5 separate regions of the Mus musculus genome follow, and regions 1, 3, 4 and 5 are each linked to region 2. A link is a contact called in public ChIA-PET, Hi-C and Micro-C data. All regions are on one chromosome and are shown on one strand. Each heading gives the region's core, a stretch centred on a gene start, on an enhancer-like site or on the middle of the called end of the contact. The rest is flanking DNA. Distances are from core to core; before and after follow the strand shown. Region 1 overlaps Gm2447 (predicted gene 2447). Region 2 overlaps Foxo1 (forkhead box O1). Region 3 has its middle 43 kb from the start of Gm30292. Region 4 has its middle 21 kb from the start of Gm40047. Region 5 overlaps Gm2447 (predicted gene 2447).

What was found. Hi-C and Micro-C count contacts between places; a contact is called where the count stands out from the background. ChIA-PET counts read pairs in DNA pulled down with a chosen protein or histone mark.
Region 1: a contact with region 2 is called in a Micro-C map of granulosa cells, with 1.8 times the contacts expected there. The contact joins two enhancer-like sites. A contact is called at or near these places in 1 of 15 datasets of contacts at CTCF or cohesin (large pre-B cells), 4 of 484 Hi-C or Micro-C datasets (CD4 T cells, bone marrow-derived macrophages, granulosa cells and 1 more) and 3 of 115 datasets of contacts at active chromatin or transcription factors (T-cell acute lymphoblastic leukemia, fibro-adipogenic progenitors and memory CD8 T cells).
Region 3: a contact with region 2 is called in an RNA polymerase II ChIA-PET map of effector CD8 T cells, with 10 read pairs. The contact joins two enhancer-like sites. A contact is called at or near these places in 2 of 15 datasets of contacts at CTCF or cohesin (large pre-B cells and pro-B cells), 4 of 484 Hi-C or Micro-C datasets (CD4 T cells, Th17 cells, large pre-B cells and 1 more) and 6 of 115 datasets of contacts at active chromatin or transcription factors (T-cell acute lymphoblastic leukemia, Th17 cells, double positive thymocytes and 3 more).
Region 4: a Hi-C map of liver shows a contact between it and region 2, with 1.9 times the contacts expected there. The contact joins two enhancer-like sites. A contact is called at or near these places in 2 of 39 promoter capture datasets (the C10 cell line and liver), 3 of 484 Hi-C or Micro-C datasets (liver and myocytes) and 1 of 115 datasets of contacts at active chromatin or transcription factors (effector CD8 T cells).
Region 5: a Hi-C map of liver shows a contact between it and region 2, with 1.7 times the contacts expected there. The contact joins two enhancer-like sites. A contact is called at or near these places in 4 of 484 Hi-C or Micro-C datasets (CD4 T cells, CD8 T cells, bone marrow-derived macrophages and 1 more) and 4 of 115 datasets of contacts at active chromatin or transcription factors (fibro-adipogenic progenitors, kidney, large pre-B cells and 1 more).

The regions. Positions count from the first base shown.
Region 1 is chr3:52,774,272-52,776,984 of GRCm38.p6, reverse strand. It overlaps Gm2447 (predicted gene 2447), which reads right to left. Exons shown (of 4, transcript NR_038079.1): 4 at 331-1,771. Among named protein-coding and RNA genes, the nearest start is that of Gm30292, 22 kb to the left of the region's middle. Within about 2 kb of position 1,269, at least 12 of the 459 cell types and tissues checked have an H3K27ac peak or open chromatin away from gene starts, as enhancers often do. A contact at or near this core is called in granulosa cells, where this site is marked.
Region 2 is chr3:52,341,691-52,344,487 of GRCm38.p6, reverse strand. All of the region lies in intron 1 of Foxo1 (forkhead box O1), which reads right to left. Among named protein-coding and RNA genes, the nearest start is that of Foxo1, 75 kb to the right of the region's middle. Within about 2 kb of position 1,482, at least 78 of the 459 cell types and tissues checked have an H3K27ac peak or open chromatin away from gene starts, as enhancers often do. A contact at or near this core is called in effector CD8 T cells, granulosa cells and liver, where this site is marked.
Region 3 is chr3:52,839,068-52,841,864 of GRCm38.p6, reverse strand. No RefSeq gene overlaps it. Among named protein-coding and RNA genes, the nearest start is that of Gm30292, 43 kb to the right of the region's middle. Within about 2 kb of position 1,499, at least 56 of the 459 cell types and tissues checked have an H3K27ac peak or open chromatin away from gene starts, as enhancers often do. A contact at or near this core is called in effector CD8 T cells, where this site is marked.
Region 4 is chr3:52,600,227-52,602,926 of GRCm38.p6, reverse strand. No RefSeq gene overlaps it. Among named protein-coding and RNA genes, the nearest start is that of Gm40047, 21 kb to the right of the region's middle. Within about 2 kb of position 1,431, at least 54 of the 459 cell types and tissues checked have an H3K27ac peak or open chromatin away from gene starts, as enhancers often do. A contact at or near this core is called in liver, where this site is marked.
Region 5 is chr3:52,753,817-52,756,516 of GRCm38.p6, reverse strand. The region is part of intron 1 of Gm2447 (predicted gene 2447); the gene reads right to left. Among named protein-coding and RNA genes, the nearest start is that of Gm2447, 15 kb to the right of the region's middle. Within about 2 kb of position 1,351, at least 37 of the 459 cell types and tissues checked have an H3K27ac peak or open chromatin away from gene starts, as enhancers often do. A contact at or near this core is called in liver, where this site is marked.

The DNA of each region.
Region 1 (2,713 bases), core at 20-2,519, 430 kb before region 2:
TGAGAACAGGTATTGAGGGGGAAAGGAGGGAAAAATCTAGAAGAATACTTGAGAGTGTGATGGAGGGTCAGGCAGCATTTTAGAAGGTCTCTGAGAAGGACTGTAGGAACGGAACTTAGGAAAGTAAAATATGTTTATTTTTTATCACTACATCTGGGGAGGAAGATGCAGGCTGTGGGCTTCAGCTCAGTCCAATTCTTACCTGAGACATCATTTGCATAAGACTCTAAAAAACTTTGATCAAAGATCATTTTTTTAAAACCCTTAAATTCTTCCAGGTAACAGATTGCTTTCTCTGAATCATTCCAATTTTTTTTTTTTTTTTTTTGTCGTTGTTGTTGTTCTAAAACGGAGAGGAGGAAAATAGTTAAAATTAGCCACCTTTTTATAATGCATTTGCTGAAACCAATTAGTAATTATTTTTTAACATAGCAGTTGGTGTGAGAGGGGTGATAATGTATTTACAATATAAACTTAGCATCATTAATGAGATTGTTATTTCTATACGAAAGCGAGGCTGTTGGGAGCTGTTCCCTTGATGGCAGAGCAGCGGACTCTATAAAGACTCTTAAGAAATGGTCCTGCAATAGTAACGTGTGTCAGGCTGTGTCTTTGAAGAGAAATGATGAGGGCCACTTTTCAAGACCTTCCAAACTAAAATAATAATACCTTTTATCTTAATAGTTAATGTTTGACCCTCTAAACACCCACACAGTATGGCTCTTGCACAGTAAAATACGGAGATGGATCAAAACTCCCAGTTCCTGGCAATGAACGTACCTTTTTGTACTAATTCTTGTGCAGTCTAATATTAGCCCTTTCCCTTCTAAATTCCCATATTTGGATTCAGAGTGAGACTTTCTTTTTAACTCCTCATTTAGTCGATGCTGGCACTAGCTTAGCTCCCCCTCTGTCAGCTTGATATTCAGCTTCAGTCTGACCTAATTCTACTCAGGCAACGAACACTTTTTGGTCAAAAATAGTTAAGAGCAAGGAGAAAAGAGGAGGAGTGGGTAAAGTGCCACACCTTTCTTGCACTAGCTTGTGTGTCAAGGTATCTGCAGCATAAAACAAGGCATAGGTGTCTTTTGGCATCTGCAGGAGGAGAGGGCCAGCAGCCCTCCAATACCAAGCTCTGAAGATATACACGGTCCTTTAATAGAAAGTAGCAACGGGTTTGTGTTTAATCTGTGCATCTGCATATCTTCCTGGATACTTAGTTACATCCTCATACCTTATATAACATAAATGCTTTATAAAGATCACATTGCTTAGGGTTGAAGGATGGGGGACAGCCTATACAGATGCAATACGAATGCAATATATCCAGGACTCTTTCCCACTTGGAGTTAGTGGGATACACAGAAACAGAACACACAGAAACAAATAACTGATTATGTTTTTACAATTTTTCCATGTTCAGTGAGCACCCAGTTGCCCTAGTTCTCAGACCTAGGAAGTTCAATTCACCTCAGCATCCCGACACACAGAGGGATCTCTTGAGTGAGATTAGAAGGCAGAAGTACCAGAGTGGGTGGTGCCTGCCCTTGGTGTGGGGTTCCCAGTGCCCTTCCAAGAACCGAGATGACTGTCCTTGCTTATGAGTAGGGTGTCTCCAGATGCCCTGTTTCCATCTGTGTGACACGGATGCCCTGTTTCCATCTGTGTGACATGCCACAGGGAATCTCTTATATTCAGTAAACAAGGGACTGACCTTGGGCTCTGCCTTCGCGGTGCGTTCTGCTTGCTGATGAAGCACACAGCAGGCAGCCTAGGAGTCAAAACATCCATAATTCAGCTCAGATTGCGGGAGACAGGATTTATCATTATTTTTCCATCTTATAATTTTTATTTTGCTTTAGAACTCCATTCCCAAGAACAGCCCCAGACGTACTGCTTTGCTTTGCATATGGCTGTGAGTTGCCTGTTTGAAGTCCTCATGACCCGTTTTCTTTACAAAAAGATCCCCGAGCACAGAGCTGGTGAATCTTTTGCTTCCCAGACTCCCTCATAGCTGATTATGAACATGTGAATGGATTCTGGCAAGCATGATGTAAGCTAAAATAGGTTGTGGAACTTCCAGAATAGTCCCTCACCCCAGCTCACTGCCTAAAACACTGCCATCCACATTGTTTACCTAATTATAGCTTTTTTTGCACCTCTACTCTGTATTCTTTAGTGAAATATATCAAGAACAACTTAAAGTGAAGGACTATTTTTTTAAGGCAGCAATGATGTGTGTGTGCGCGCGCGCGTGTGTGTTTGCGCGTGCGCATATGTGAGTACTCACATAGGTACACATGTACACCTTTCTGGCTCATCATCTGTAAGGTTATAGGAGTAATGAAAGAAACAATATTCAACATGAAATGAGTGTGAATAAAACAAAGTTGGCAGGAATGAGACATAAAATGCACAGCAATACATAGCCACAAGGCACACACACACAATTCATATCTGTTAATACAGGGCTTGACTGAATTTCAAGACAGGTGTTTGTAACTGGACTCCGGTTTCCAATCTCCTCACAGGAATTTTTTTTTTTTCGGTTTTTTGGTTTTTGTTTTTTTCGAGACAGGGTTTCTCTGTGTGGCCCTGGCTGTTCTGGAAGTCACTCTGTAGACCAGGCTGGCCTCAAACCCTGCCTCTGCCTCCCAAGTGCTGGGATTAAAGGCATGTGCCACCATTGCCCGGCTCTCACAGGAGTCTTAAC
Region 2 (2,797 bases), core at 233-2,732:
TATCAACTTAGGATCTCAGCTGAAAAGGCAGCGGGGTTTTGAGTGAGTCTGGGGCTAGTTTGAACTATCTAACTCACTCCCAAGATAGATAGATTCCCCCGAAAGTTAGGACTTAAACTTGTTTACACCAGAGTCTTTGTATCAGGCAAATAAAAATGAATATAAAGAAAAGCTATTTTCTTGAGAAAGTTAACTTGCCACAAAATGCAATATTCAAATGTGAGAACATCTCTGCTCTAAGCAAAGCACTAACTTTAGGACACTGTAGAGAGTATGCCGTCCAGAGTGGTAACTAGAGGGGGGCCGGGCTGAAGCAAGCTCCCCTAAGTGAGGTGAGGCCCTTCTGCTCCTACTCAGTGGATGTGCTGATAGGATACTACAACAAAGCCACCGCAAATGTGTGCAAACTGCAAACCCACAGGAGAATACAAGAGGAAGGCAAGGAACCCCCAGCATGACTTCTGACGTTTGGGGGATCCTGTGGTACAAATCTGGGAATGTGAAGAACACTTAGGCTTCCTGCCCCAGCACAGTTGCTACATATTCACCTGGCAGCTCTGAAGGGGCCTAATGCCCAGTCCAGGGACAGAATTCTGGATGTCTCACAATCCTCAGAGCAGAGCTATGCAGAGCTATGCACCTGGCTTCTCAAATTTTTGGCCTTCTCTGCCAACCTAGTACAAGGCTTAGTTGCCCAAATACTCTGTGACCCCTGTTGGACCACAAAAGGCTCTAACTAGATTTGTGGTCACCCAAGGAGGCAGCCACAGTGCCCACATCCTCATGTTGTTGACGGCGACTGAAGGTGCTTAAAGTGCCAACCGTTCTACCAGATCAGAACAATATACAGGGCCAGACTTCTCTGTGACCCTGAGCACATTAGTGCCTTTTCTCAACAAGAGATGGAAAACAAAGTGAGTGTAATGGTAATCTCACTTAGTAAAAAGAGACAAAAGTCAGACACAGACCTAAGAGAGCTTAGAAACCCTTATTTCAAAATGCATTCTGCACTACATTCCACCCAAGGATTGCAACACAACAGCTATGTGTTAAGTCCTGCTGCCAGGGTGCAGAGTGAGGGCGGATCAGACATGGCCCAACAGGAGCTTTCTGGTTGGATGCCAGGCAGGTATGTGGGTATGTGGCAGTGGTAGTCTCTCCTGAGGCTTCATTCTGTTCTTTCACTTACGATCTATCTCAGCTCTAGGTGTGTTATGAGGTCGTGAACTCCAAACATCTCCCAAAAGGCTAAGGAATACATTTCTTTCACGTTGTATCTCAATTCCATGTATTCTCAAAAACATTCCTTGTCCCCACCTCCCTGTCATCCTACCCCCACCAGAGCTACAGCTCTGGCTACTGTGTCCACCAAAACCAGTGATCAAAATCCCCAATTCCTCCTTAAAAAGCAGCAGCCTGCCTGGGCAAGGCCTGGAAAGCAGCCAGCCCTGTAACTGCATTCTCCAAAGCCACCTACATGCTGGGAGTCTGGGCACCGTATCTTCCATGACAATTTGTTCTTTAAACACAATAGCCACACAGATAAGCTCTGATAGGCCTCTACAAGAGAGGGAGCTTGCTCCGGTCCTGTCACATTTAGTTAATAATACAGAGAGTATAGGAGGCGATCCTTCCAGAGATCAGCTTCCTGACTGCCTGACTAACAGGGGGGGGTACAGCTCTATAAGCCTGAGGCAGTTCTGCCAGACGCCAGGGCTGGGGTGGGGGGCGTTTTCAGCAGGACCAAAGAAGACATAATAACGAAGACTCCTAAAAAGTTTAAAAATAGTTCACTAACTTCAGGGTTAGTATCCACTAAATGCTTGGACGACTTCTGCTTATTGTTGGTTGGGTTTTTGTTTTTGGTTTTTTTTTTTTTTGGACATAGCAATCCTTAACTTATCAAAATATCGCACTACATATTTTTCTGAGGACATTTCAGGTCACTCTGTGTAACAGAGCTGTATACTAACTTTGCCAACAATTACCCACCCACCCCCACAACAGGAAAACGTTTGCTGTGCAGAGCTTGTTACATAAATTCCTGTTTTTCATGCAGCCAGTGGGACACTAAAGAGGAGCAGGCTTGAGGTGCTATGTCCACAATACTCTGCTGGGAGCTGCCTGCAACTGATGGAGCTCTGGGATTTTATACTCTCAGCATTCTCTCCCAGCAAGCATTCTGTGAGGAAACAGACAACCAGTGCTACACACTTATTCAAAGCCTGTGTCTGTACGATACCACTAGAGAAGGGCCAAGGCAACCATCTCTCTGTACCAACCACACTGCCCTCCCTGCTGGCTTTCTGGGCTCAGGGGAGCCGCAGACACATTCCTGATGCTTCTGGATGGCTGAACACTGCAAGCACATGCTAAGGGAGCCTGACACAAGCCAGTTCTGCCAGAAAGGTAGACACAAACCTGGTGTACCCCGATGCTCAACCTGTTCTGCTCCTGAGCACTCTGCTCTATGCCCCTATAGACCAGACTCCAAGTTCCTTAAACACAAGATTAAACTTAAGTTTCTAACCTCAAAGCCTCTAACAGGTGTTCTACACACATGAGCTCAATAAAACTTTGTTGACTGACACCCCAAAAACATTACAGGGAAGATGTGAGGTTTTAGGCATCTCTTAGGCATCTACCATTCATGTTCCACATTAGGACAGCTCATGGTACAGACAGCAGAAAAGGAAATAGGAAGGAAGGAGGACCCAGGCTACCCTCCAGAGGTTCTGTGAAAGGAAGGGAATAGTAAGAGTCATTTGACAAACCAACAGATGACCCCCACAGAGCT
Region 3 (2,797 bases), core at 250-2,749, 500 kb before region 2:
TGCCAGGGTTCCACTAAGATATGCTTATCCCATTCGAACATTACCGCAGATACCTAAATTGCTTAAGATAAAGTTTAAGTGCACAGCACATTCTGCCTCAAGATGCCACCATTTTCAGTGGCATAGATAGTTATATTCCAAAGCCATTGGTGCTGCACAAAGGCCTCTGAGAAGGACAGGGAGGTAGCAGGAAAGGGACAAAAAGACCAGACCCAAAAGGTCTGGGCAGGAAACTGTGGAGACCTGAGGGCTCATTAGGGAAGCTTTGAGCTTCTTCCAAGGTGAGGAGAAGCCTCCCAGAGCTGTGGTTAGCTGCCGACTGTTTCACAGGAGGGCTCTTTTGAAGCTTTCCAACAAACTGCTGGGAGCTGGCTTCCTCCTGCTTACACACTTTACTCTCTTCTTTATCGCCATACTTTGTATCGAATATCGCCACATTCCCAGGTGCATGGCACTTCCACCCAAGTCCCCATACCTCTCTTCTTCAAATGATTTAGTTACTGAAATCTGTGGTCCCATCTCCTTGGACTCATTAGGTAGCTTGATAATATTTTTACATGCAGGCCGGGAAGAAAAATAAAAACTTCTCAATTTTCAAATAATTTTTATTTATTATCAGACACAAAATAGTGTACTTTAGAATCCTAGGGTCTTTGGGGATTGGTAGCCAGAGTCTTGATTTTGTTATAAAGGATATTATGTATCAGTATTGGGTAATAGTGCAGCTTTCTTGACCAGTGAAGAGGAAAGAGGACAATTCCTTATTGCAGGAGGCTGTCTGAAGTACCAGAATGCTATACCAGAATTTTAAAAGGCACAGGGTAGGCATTTTAAGCACAGGGAAGCCCCTACCTCTCAAAATATAAAATAATGTTTTTAACCATAGTGGTAATTCCATATGATGGACTTTGTTAAACGTAAAACCACTAATATATATGAAAACACAATTTATCAAATTTTACCGACTAGTAAATTACAGGTTGTATTGACTCACTATTTGAAGCACTAATGGAATAAGGGAAGCTAAAAGCTGTCTTTTCATTGGCTGGGTGGCTGGTCTTCAACAGCTGGGCGACCAGTGTGGTAAACAGGAAGCCATCTCCATGGTAATGGGCAATTCAACTTAACTTTTTAACACGCTAAGAGGTAATTACTTTTTTTTTTTTTAATTTCCATTTTTAAAACGTTTGGAGTTCATGACAACAGTGAGGACCCGAGGGTCAGGCATTTCCTGGTCGTTAGTGAAGCTGACTTTAGCTGACTTTAGGTCACTAAGAATTAAACGTTGTGACCCCCCTCCCCTTTTTTTTAATGAAAAGTGAACTGTGATTTTTTTTTTTTCTCTTTCTCTCCTCTTCCTGAAGTCTGCAACACAAATAAATGACAGAATTTTATGCTCACACACATGGTGTTTTGATTTCCTGCAGATGATAAGATCAGGGTGGAGGACCGATAACCACAGGGTGTAGGAGGGTGGGGCTCAGGCAGGCCCACATTAAAGCCACAGGTGGGTCCCTGACAGATGAGAAGATGAACCAGGGCTGAAGAGGCCAGCCAAGACGGTGAGTTCTGCTGAGACAACCTGGAAGGAGAAGATGGGCGGTCTCAGGGCAGAGGAGAATTCTGTTGGAGGCCGAGCTCTGCCAGGGACTTCTAGAATACACTACAGAGCCTGTATCCTAGGCAGCTGCCTGGGTGTGGTCCCCCTCTAACACCCACATTTTCTCTTCCCTACCTTAATAATCTATGCACTTCAAAATTCCAGGCAAGTCTGCATTCATAGGCTGTCTTGAGAACAAGAAATAAGAACAAATGAAGTCAGTGTCCACAGTAGCAAACCACAGTCCAGCTCTCTGCAGGCAGCGCTTGCTCTTCAACAGCCTGTCGCTGTCAAAGGTAGCTAGAGTCTGCCTAGCGTTGAGTCTCCGCAACACTGTAGCAACCCTCTTCGCCTTTCCCACGCTACAGCCTGCTCCCATTAGCCATCAGTGAGTGTACAGCCAAGCAGAGAAGACAGATGAGACTCTCCAGCAGCCTAGGGCAAAGTCTTGGGAAGTCCCCAGGTCCAAGAGTTGGATGGACCCAGAGAAGCTTCAGGGTGCAACAAGTGCATTTCTACTGACTATAGTCTTTCCTGGTCCAGAACCCATGTCCAAAAGGTTCTGGCAACACAGGAAGGAGAAGAAAGATTCTGATAAAAATGAGTTGCCCACAGGGTATACACAGAAGTCTCGGGGGTCGTTGATGCTTTTCCGGGAGCCATCTGATGACTACAGCTTCAGACAAGAGTGCTGTCCATTCTTATAGTCAGTATTTAAATATTCAGTACTTTAAACAGAAATACTTCTATTGATTTTATTTTGAGCTATTTTATGATTTTATTTTTGAGACAATGTATCACTCACTCTGTAGCCCAGGCTGCCCTTAAGCTTTCAGTCTTTCTGTCCCAGCTGCCAGAACACTGGGATTACAGGTTTTCCTTAAACCCAATTAGCGCGCAGAAGTCCTGGATGCTGGAGGGAGGATGGATGCCATGACAGAATGTCTCAGGAGCTAGGCTAGCCTGCAGGGATGTAGACTGCTTCCACAGGCTCAAAATGATTCTACCTCCGTTTCTGCAAGAGTTTTGTGACCACGGACCCCGTTGATCATGTGCACACAGATGCCTTAAAGCTGTTCAGACCAGGATCTTATTCAAATCTGATATTAGAAGCTGTTCTTTCTTAGCCCCACCCCCATCATCAATCAGTTCATCTGTACATAGCTGGGTCTACGTTCCTGTCAGGACCAGTCCCAT
Region 4 (2,700 bases), core at 182-2,681, 260 kb before region 2:
ACCGCAAAGCTGCGTGCATCTCTTCAGATAGATATGGCCGCTGGCAACTTCGCTCTTGACACTTTGATTCTTTTCCCAAGAAAAGAAAGGGACTCCAATTTACTTGGAATAGTTACCCACAGGGAATGGCCACCCGCGGGTGCTTATCGGATAAGATCTCCAAGCGATAGGGAAGTTTAGATTCAATACAGCAAAATGTTCTATGAATCCTGACAAACCCACCAGGAATGGGGTGGGTGATGCATGGTTAGGCTGTTTCCCGTGGATCCGGCTCACAGATTCAGCAAAGGTGGAAAGCACCTGGTCTACTCTAACCATTTTCAGCCCTGACTGCAGAGCTGCTACCTGGAGAGTTTTAGAGGCATGATCTCCTATATCTAGCTCTTAGAACGGCGAGTATAAGATCCTACCATGAGCTGCAGCAGCTCCTCCTCCTCCTGCTCCTCCACCTCCTTTTCTTTTTCTTCCCCTCCTCCTTCTTCCTCTTCTTTTGTTCCTTCGATTATGTGATTTAAACATCAGGAGCTCCCAAGTGTGCCAGGAAGGAGAGTATAACCCTAGCTCAATCCTTCCTATTGTCCCAAACTTGGCTCATCATATGCATGATGCTATCAAAGTGCAGATGATGACTCGAATGGTCAGGGGTGGACTTGGAACTCGTTGGATTTGTTTGTTTGTTTGTTTGTTTGTTTTGTTTTAGTCCCAAATGAAGCAGGTGTTGCTGTTGGTCTCGTGACTGCTCTGGGAGGGACTGAGCCATGTCATCCAGTCCTACAAATAGATGAGTAGATTTCAGGACTGTTTCCCTTTGGTCATTTTACTATAAAGATTAGGGGCCGGCAGGGTAAGGAGATTGGATGGGGTTGGCCTCTGTTCTTAGTCTGATCCTGAGACTTGATTGATATGCAGTCTTGAGCAAAGTACTTCCCTGCTTCCCTTAAATGTAGAACTGGAGAAGAAGCTAACACATGCGCTACATCGTGGTTAGGCCCATCAGATGAATGAGACATGTGGAATGTACTGTGACCTATAAAGCCCTACAAAACATACAAGTTTATTATTACGTTAGACTTTGAAAGATACCAACATTAGCCTTCAAATACTGGTCATTTACATGTGAACACATTTTCATAGTCCTTGATTTCTCCTAAGAAAAATACGCATATATAGGCACACACAAAACAGCTGGTTTTTATCTACTAAGATGTTTTGGGTCTCTCTGTGTATGCATGCATTCACATGTGTAGTGTGTGTGCATTCTTGCCCCATTGCCTGGGGTATAAGGACTTTAACCAAGAGCATTCAAGAATGCAGAGCAAATGTTCGGGAGCAACAGCCAAATTGGTAGCTTTTCTCCTTCCCAACTCCCCACCCGCGCCCAGGAACATGCTCCTAGCCAAAATACGATGGCACAGTGCCCTGGCCAGCTTTACCTCAATGCTCTGTGTGCCTTGGCTAGGCTAAGTACTGAGGCAATGGGTTATGATAGGCCTAGCCAGAGATCGAGTACCATGCCTTCTAGGACCCTAACCTTTGCGGAGGTTTGAGCCTGCAATTCACATAGCCAGGGCCACCAACAACGCTAGCCCTACCATCTGTGAGTATTCATTCCACAACGAAACGAAACCTCTGGCCGAGTCTTGCGCCGCATTTTGGGCACCGCTGCCGAGGTTGCGCAAACACATTTGGCACGGGCCTCGGGGACCAGGCAGTTCTCTGGGTTGAATTGGAGAAACAAAATGTACTTGTCCTACTTCCGAGATGGTGTCTGAGGACTTGGCTCCCTTGGCCCAGGAACTGCCTCCCTGCTGATGTCATTCTGCCACGGAACGGCAAACAGCTCTTCCCCGGGTTCAGCAGTTCAGGAGCAGAAGTAAGAGAAGGTAGGGATCAAAAGGGAACACAAGCAGGCTTGACTCCATCCGGACAGCTTGACCACACACGCACGTTCTTACAGCTGAATCATCTGACAAGAAACGCGTCCTGGCTTTGCATGTAGCAGAAAGGCCAGCTCCAAAACCCTGGGGCAAATTTGACTGGCCACCGAGTTATCTCCCTGCAATGGGGCTTCATGGAGCTCCAGCCGCTGTTCGCTGCTCCATTCGCCCACAGGAGTATCCGATCCCGGAGGCCCAGCAGGACACTTGACACTCAGACTGACTGTTGAAATAATTTCCATGTTGCACTTGTACCCAGCATTCAAATCCCTGCGTAATATCTCAGGCAGCCAGTGATTGCACTTTCTCAGCCAAACTGAGGCGGATCCTGCTGGCCTTTAGAACGTTTCCTAACTCCAGGTTACCTCTGAGCACACAAAGTACCACAGACGGGTCAGGCTCCTGGAAAAGCCATTCTGTAGACACAGCTTTTTTTTTTTCTTCCTTTCCTTGGTTTTAAAAAGCTCGTCTTTTCCATATTTACATTTTTCCACCTGTGAAATCCAGAGTTTTGTAGATGCTCTGTTGAGGTGTGGCCTTAGAGCTGCTATCTCAGGCCACAGAATCCCACTTGAGTTCCATGACAAGAGCAAAGCCACCATGCAAACAGCGTGGGTAGTCACTAGGCGCACGTGTCTATGCCATGTGGGTGCTTACATGAGGAGGTCTTAGGAGACAGAAGAAGCTTTCCTTAAGGACTTGGCCAGCTACCTGGGGACATGTCCTTGGCTGTCCACCAGAATAACTTGGAGGCTCTGAAAAA
Region 5 (2,700 bases), core at 102-2,601, 410 kb before region 2:
TCTGAGTTCATTAATCAGGGGATTTTGTCGGAGTACTGGACAGCTAATGCACACAGGAAGTTCAGACTGGACAGTGAAATTGTAGGCTTGAGTGACAGGGACCTGAAACCTGCCACTATATAGCCACGTGACTCCCGGCTATTTCCTCACTTATTTGATTACGCTTTCAAATTGTGCACAGAGACACAGGATCTGAAGTCAGGCAGTTTGAGTTCCAATCTTGATCCCTCAAATGACTTGAGAGGTTATCTTAAGATAAATACACAAACTAGCCAGTGTTTATTGGGCATTTATGAATGCCGGCACTGTTCCAAATGCCACCCAGGTATTAACCCAGGCAGTCTTTGCAATTACTGTATGCCTTAACCCAGTTATTACAGCTACCTCCCAGCTCCTAAAACAGAGGACGAAGCTGGACCTAAAGTGCTTCAGTAGCCTGGCAGAGTTCACTTGGCTTGTGGGTGATACTCACACATACATCACAGGCATGTTGGAGTCTACTGAAGAAGTACACACAGCTCACTGACTGTCCCATGGTGAACGCTCAAATCTCTGTTAACCGTAGTTCATTGTTCACTACAGACTTATTATGCCTGTTGTCTTGTTAGATACAACAATACTACTACCAATACTCTCAGCCTCCTGTTCCTCGTGGTTCCAGGGATCAAGCACAAAGGCTAAAGAGTGTAAAGATGGATAAATAGGTCTGCGTTGGAATGTGCACAATAAAGGCAGAGCAGCCATTGCTTTATTTTAGCAGAATCTGACATCATTTCCTTGTAAAGGAAAAATGCAATCCAAAGGATACATCTAACTACATTTTTGTACAAAGCAACATCAGCTGATACTGTATGTAGCGAGTGTCTAGAATCTGCCCCATTTGCCCCAAAATAACCAATTTGGGTGTAATCCTTGGCTTGGTGACTTAGCTCCAGCCCTGCCGTCAGGACACTGGACCCTCACTGGAACATGGCATGCCTAGTGTTCTGACCCTCTGCCTAAAGAGTGCAGTCTTCAGGGTCTTGCAAACAGCACCTGTCCTTTGCTCGGTATTGACTGGGTGTTTATAAAGCCTGTTCTCCTGGACGTATTCTCCATCACCCTGGTATAAACTGTGCTATCAGTTTTGGATTGTAAAGATCCCGGGGCAGATAAACAGTGGCCTACCCTGCTTTACAGGAACAAACTACAGACACCCCATGAACCTGACAGAGAACATGATAATGCTAGGGAGTACCAGGACTGTTTCCTCACAGATTTCTGAGAGAGACAAGCCCACAGCAGTGTGCAGCTAATCTGATTTAGTGGGTATTTCCTGACCTGCTCTGACCCGATGTCTCGGATGGACACTTCACAGCTGTATTACTTCCCACGTGACTTAAACTCTTGTTGTTCTGCTTCTTCATGTGTAAAATGGAGAACAGACTACTTGTAAAGACATAAAAGAGGTTGTTGCTTCAGTTAACCCTCACAAGCTCCGCGGAGGAACCTCTACCCTGCAGAAGCATTCAGAGTGGAGGCTCAAATACAACTTCCATCATTTCAAACGTTCTCCAAAGGGTGAGGACAAGGAAGGACTGCTTTGAATAGGAGAGGTCTACGTGGGATCTCAATACCGTTCACCTCACTTGTCCTTACACTTTTGTTTGAACTCTGGGCCCAGGATTCCTTGGTGTCTGTGTTTGCAGATCCGTGCTCGGAAAGCTTCTCAATAATGGCTTCAAAGGGAAGCAAAGCCAAATGGACTGTAGAAGTCAGAGTCCCACCTCCCTCCCTGTGTGCTGGAAGTCAAGTCTTTCCAGTGAGGCAGCCCTCGGTAGGAGGTGCGCAGAGCACGAAAGCTGGTCCTGAAAGCCTTGCAGGTCATTGAGGGCAGGTGGCCCCTAGTGGAGCTTTATCTAAGGGGACTTGTCACTGGAATTCAGGCATGAGTAAATACATTTTATTTGTGCCAAAGGTCATACACCCAGTGGAGCTGCTGACACAACCAGGGTCACTTGGGGCTGTGACATGCACTCTGGAGGTTTATCGCCATGGGCTGGGGAGCAAGTGACACTGAAATTCCTCCTTTTGGAAATTTGGGGTTTAGAACCTTAACAATGCAGAATGGTGCCTCATGCCACTGTACCGTGCTCCTCCTTCCTCCTCCTCCCTTTCTCCTTTTTATTGCCATTTGCTTATAAAATAGTGATCACGGAATTCAACATTGGTCTGCCTTGTGCAGTTAGAATTATGTCTCTCACCTAAACCTAGATGCTGCCTCCACCCCCCTCTCACCATTTTTACTTAAGGTAATTTGCTTCTATTTTTCTACCTGTTTTATACACTCACTCTTAGAAAACATATTTTCTTAGTATTGTTCCCAGCAAGATGTTAACCATGAATACTACCTTCTTGTGATCTGTGTAGTTCAGTGGGTTAAACAAATGATCATTTGGAGTAAATATCCCATGGAAATAAAAGTTCATATCCTAAGATAGTAGGTAGTTAGTTTGGTTCCCAAAGCAAAAAATACAGTAGCTCTTTATAATCAGAGCAATATGTTGTGGGGTAGGGTGCAGCACACACACACACACACACACACACACACACACACACGCTCACATACACGCTTGCACACTCACACCTACCTTTAGTGCTAACAGTGCAGTTTGCTCAAAAAGCTTGAAGGAGCCTCTCTAGGACCAGCCCTTCAGGTCT